2 separate regions of the Gossypium hirsutum genome follow, and region 1 is linked to region 2. The links are chromatin contacts, called in public Hi-C maps. All regions are on one chromosome and are shown on one strand. Each heading gives the region's core, a stretch centred on a gene start, on an enhancer-like site or on the middle of the called end of the contact. The rest is flanking DNA. Distances are from core to core; before and after follow the strand shown. Region 1 holds the start of LOC107889199 (histone deacetylase 9). Region 2 has its middle 2.9 kb from the start of LOC121206948.

The links. Hi-C and Micro-C count contacts between places; a contact is called where the count stands out from the background.
Region 1: a Hi-C map of leaf shows a contact between it and region 2, with 5 times the contacts expected there. The contact joins the promoter of LOC107889199 here to the enhancer-like site in region 2. A contact is called at or near these places in 7 of 34 Hi-C or Micro-C datasets (anther, hypocotyl, leaf and 1 more).

Annotation. Positions count from the first base shown.
Region 1 is chrA09:66,058,394-66,061,184 of Gossypium_hirsutum_v2.1, reverse strand. It overlaps LOC107889199 (histone deacetylase 9), which reads right to left and starts at 1,272. Exons shown (of 2, transcript XR_005901119.1): 1 at 655-1,272; 2 at 1-462.
Region 2 is chrA09:65,995,352-65,998,169 of Gossypium_hirsutum_v2.1, reverse strand. It overlaps the pseudogene LOC107889198. Among protein-coding and RNA genes, the nearest start is that of LOC121206948, 2.9 kb to the left of the region's middle. Within about 2 kb of position 1,504, at least 6 of the 9 cell types and tissues checked have an H3K27ac peak or open chromatin away from gene starts, as enhancers often do.

The DNA.
Region 1 (2,791 bases), core at 23-2,522, 63 kb before region 2:
TCTGTTTCCAATGTTCTACCAGTAATCTCTACAAGAACATAATCCATGACAAGTGATGAAACCGCTCTGAATCTTGAATTATGATGGCATGAATCTAAGTTCGTCTATAACTAGAATACACGGGTATGATGTACATCTATATCAATATATAATACACGGGCATGATACTTCAGAAACTCCAAGATTCCCAAAACCAAGTCATTGATGTAACAAAACCTAAGTGCCTCCCACTTATTGGCATGATATAAATCACCAGCCCAATTTATAGTAATATCACATAACTGATTGTTTAATCTTCTTGCAGCATCTGCCAGCCATGACAATCAATTGCAATTGAAAATACACATATCAAATTAAGAGAAACAACCCACCATATCAGAATTTACCTATTGTCCCACCAGCATAAATTTGACAAAATTCAAACAAGTTTTCAAACACAGGGCAGTCCTTCTCCAAGATTGTCTGGGAAGAAGAAAATAGAAAAATATGGAAATCAAACTCCAACGCATATACATCAGAAAAAGCATAACCTAATCCTTTCTACATATGATATTTGCATGTTTATTGGAACGGGCAAAATAAATATGACAATTTTGATAGAGAATTTCTAAGAGGGGAAAGAATAAAACAGATAGCGAAGGGAAGAATACCAACAATAATAGCTGATAATTGATCGGAGCCTCGCCATTCCCACAATTGCTGGGCTGCACAGTGGGAGACGTACGCATTTCTTTGGAAAGCTCCGCCTTCGACATCGATTTCTCTATATTTTCCAGCACACGCAAATCCGCCACCCCCAAAATCCAAAAACAGAGAGTATTCTATGCATTTTATGGAAAACCCAAGAAGATTTTCGTCTGAATGATGAGTGGAAATGGAAGGAGATTTTCGTCTGAAAAAAAAAAGCTATTACGAGAGCCATTGAATAGGCATTCAGCGCCTGACCTTCTGAATGGTTATGCAGCGTTTACGCGTAATAGAGCCCGCACGGAATAGCTATTCGGCAGTCAAATTTCAACCAAACAACGGGTCACTGTAGCGCGTGGAATAGGGGCGGAATGGAATGGCCATTCCGTCGAACAAAACATGCTGTAAAAGTTTAGTTACCCATATGAAAAACTAAACTAACAAACATAAAAGTGCAGAACATGGAAGCCATTAAAGAAAAGCTTAAGGAAATGTAAAAAGAAGCATATTACATAAAAATCTAAAGCAAGAAATATAAAAGGAAAATCTTTAATAGATTTAATGTAAACGAAACTGAAATGCATTAATATAAAGCTAAAAATGTCTTTACAAACAAAGTAAAAGGACTAAAGTTGCAAATGAACCTAAGCTACAGTGTTAACTAACTTAACTAACTATAAGAGAAAGAAGAAAAATGTAAAAAAAAAAATCTTATATAGCTATGGAAGATAAAGAAAATGAAAACCCTAGAAAAGTAGAAGAAAACTAAGAGAAATTAAAGCTAAACTAAGCCTAAGTGTGTGTATTCTCTCTCCTCAACCAAATTTGGTTGTTTTTAGCAATCAATTTTTTACCCTGTTTGTGCCCAAAATGTCCTTGAATGAGCCTTCAATGATTGGTGCTTCGGTTGGACAAAGACTATTATTGGAGCCATTTTTTGTCCCCTGACGATGTGGGTGCGCAATACCTAAGGAGTGGATATCGTGATACCGTTGACAAACTTAACTTAGGTTACTTCTTGGGCGAGTGGGTATCGCGACACCAATAGAAGATATGGTGATACCACTGTAAGGTGGTCCAAACTTGGGACCTATTGAAGGTATCGTAATACCTTCTCCTTTGGTGATGTTCTCGTTCGATTCTAGCCTTCAACACGTCCTTACAACACTCAATCATATGTTAGGCCCCCAATGATACTATTGGTCAATTAACGTCTCAAAATAAGTAAAAAAAGGTATTTTCACTTATTAAATCAAAATCCTAAAAACTACGTAAACGACATTTTTTTGCTTGAGAACAAGCTCCTCATGTCGAGAAAGTCTAATTTGCTATATCAAATTATGACAGATCAATTGTTCCACGAACACTCCTTCATTAATGAAGTCATTCGAGAACACACTTTTTACATCCATTTGAAATAGTTTGATATCTAAGTTACAACCATGAGTAAGAGTTTGATTGCTTCGAGCGTGCTACAGATTAAAGTTGTCCGATTCTAACCTCAACTCCGTAAGTGTCGAAGTTAAGGTTAACTTGTACGAGATGCTATCTAAGTATATGTGAAATAAAAAACCTGACCTCTTACACTTAATGTTTTCCAAGTACAAGAGTTAAGTTATTTCATCATATCCCAATCGTGGGAATCAAATTTTGTAAGAAATTTTCGAAAAAGAAGCATGACCTCTCTAGATAACCATATTATTTAATTAAAAAAAAGAGACATATTTCAAAGATTTCTATTTTGAGGAATAAAAAGTAATGATTGAATAAAAAATCTAGATTCTATTTTCCTAATTATTATTTCAAGTACTTTCCCACTTTTGGTAATTGTATTAATTTCTGACCGGTTTAAATTGTGACACATGTCACTTTTTATTAGAATAATTTTCATTTTTAAATTAAATGATAGATTGGGGTTAAATATACCTTTAAATTTTTTAACTAAAAACATGTTTGAATTTCAATTCATTAACTTTTTCAAATAAAGAATTTCTGATAAAAAATGACATGTAGGTCATGTGTTTTAACCAGTTAGAAATTAACAATATTAGTCAAAGATACCATATTCATAAATGGCGTAAAGTTACATGCACCATGGACATTT
Region 2 (2,818 bases), core at 255-2,754:
TTTGAAGAACACTCCCAACGATAACCACCTCCCTAAGATTGCATGTCTCTGACTGAAAAAGAGCAGCAGAACAAGAAGATTTTTGTGATAAAATTCGTACATCCTGACAAACTTATTAAGACCAACTTACATACAATACAAGTGGAGCATTAATCATAACATTAAAAAGTAAACTGATACGAATAAGAATTTAACAAAAATGGGGCAAAATCACGGGGCTGCAGTATCTATCTGAAAGAGCACAACTTGATGCTAAAAAGCTCAGAACAGCTCAACCAATAATGAAAACTTGGACTGTTAGATTCATCAAGTAGAAAAATACTCATGATTCACTATGCTAGGCAGGAAGTTGTATACCTTGCACAATGGAAACAATATTCCCTTGTTGAATGCAGCAGGTTTATAAAGAGCCTTCTTCAAGGATTGATATAGAGCAAAATGAAGTCGCTTATTCTTCTGAACATCATCTCTAATGCATCGAAGTAAGACTAGCCTATAAAAACGCTCTGCCTTCTTAGCACCCAAATTAGAAGCAAATATTCTTGTGGCTTGGAACATTGCATTCGGAGACCACTGCTCAGGTTCAGTCAAGTACAAAACATCCTCCCAGAGTTGCATTGAAGGAATGTGTTTAAAGGCTTTGGGCATTTACCCAGCTGTGTATTTGTTCAGAAACTTGGCAACATTGCATATTTAATCCACATCCAGAGTTTTAAGGTTTCTGCACATCCTTGATATAAGCAAAAGAACCATACATATAAAAAGATACGAAAATTACCCTTTATACAAATCTATGAGGGCGTCATCCTACTTGGGCAAAGGTCGTGTTTCTGCAATTAAACAAATTGAACAATCAAGCACCACTACTAGTCTACTAGTACGTAAAATTCTTGCTAACGTCATTAAATTAGCAAAGAAAAACTAATTTTAACATTTACCTGAAGCAACATTTCCATCATTCTCCTTGATCTTTTGAATTATAATGTCAGCAAGTGTCCTTTGCGGACCAGCATCCTTCGATAAGAATGCCTCAAGCAATTTCTCATCTTCCTCATCAATCTCATCCTATAACATAAAAGTCCAATAGTTTGCAAATTGTAAATTAACAGAACTACGGTTTTCCCAATAAACTAAGGCTCCATTTGATTATTACTGTTGCAGTTTTTCCAGTTCCTTTCTACTGTTTGCTAATTTACTTGAAAATTACTCAACAGAAAAATCATGCTACAATTAGATTAAAAATGAGAAAATAGTTAAATTGTCACAAAATCACCCATCTTTCCTGCATAAGGATCATCTCTAACAATTTAACATCAAAAAGCAACCTGAAAAGATATATGATCACATAAAATAAACTTACTTCGTAGTTGCCAAATTGACTTTGGGTCTCAAAAAAATCCACCAAAATTGTCAATATCCTCTTCTTCTTCTTCTTCTTCTTCTTCGTGCTTATTATGCTCTTCTTTAACCGAACCAAATGCGTTCCTAACGTTCCCTCCTGAGGCTTCATCTTCTATTTCCTTCTGCTGAAGAAGCGCCTCTTTCAAGAATTTCGAGCTTATTCCCGTCGAAAGCATCTGCACCGAAAACAAACAAATAAAACGAGAACACAAATTTAGATAAAAATTAAAAAACGAAAGAAGAAATAAGAAAAACAAAAAGAAGGGAAACGGCTCAGTATTACTTTGTCTTGCTTTTGGTGGTGTTTAGGAGCTTTGGAGCGTTTCTTTGAGGAGGCAACGGAATCGCCATCTGCCAGAAAAGGTTGCGAATTTCTGTTTCGTTCTCTTTTGTTCTTCACCATTGAAGAAGGGCTGCAATTTTTGAATCAAGGATTGAGAGGAAGAATAATGGAACGAGATTTTGGTACCTGGAAACTGTCAGGGTTTTAAGACGTGGCAAATTCGTAATTCAAGACACATAAGAGCTTTCATATTTCAGTGCACAAATTCTTCTGGGACTGTTTGGCCCATAAGAAAATGATGAAATTTTTCATTAATTAAAGCATAAATAAACACGTAGAAAATTAATAAGAGAAGATATAAAAGAAAATGATGTCGAAGTCTTTCCCTCTTCTGGCTAGCTTGGAACGGCCGAGCTCTCCAATGCTGCCAGAGATTCATTCAACAAGCCACCAAAAGGGTGAAGTATAAAGAGGTTTAGAATGGGGACGACATGGAGTTGAAGGATGTGGGTGGTGCCAAGCTATCTTTTAAGTATACGTGGCTGGCTCATACTAAGCAAGTGGGAGAACTTGTTTCATGAAATGATGGTTTGAAGAGCTAGTTTTTCGAAGGTGATGTGGTGGTCTCCCAGGAGCGGCAATATCCTGAGATACGTTTCTAGGGAAGCGTGCATGATATGATAGACAAAAGCATGGGTTTACTAATTTTGTAGGAATGCTATAAAAGATATTAACCATGTGCTACACCAATATTTTGCGACTAAGTCACTGTGGTGTGAACTGGTACTTAGATGAGTTTTTGTCAATGGAGATCAAGGAATGGGAATTTTGCTCTTTGGTTTTGTTTGTTAGAATATTTGGTTGAAGAGGATTCGATCCCAACTATGTTGATGCTGAAAGGGTGATTGAGAAAAGTTTTAGAATGCGGGATGAGGCGCGACTTACCTTGACATTTGTAAACCAGCTATAAGATAGTAGAGGTCAGCAAACAAGTCGAATAATTAGATGGGAGAAGCTTCTAGGTGGATGGCATAAAGTGAACGCAAATGGTGCACTAAGGGCTGCTGCGGGCTTGGCTTACTCTGGTGGGTTCATATGGGATAGCAATAGCCAATGGCTATTGGGTTTTGCATG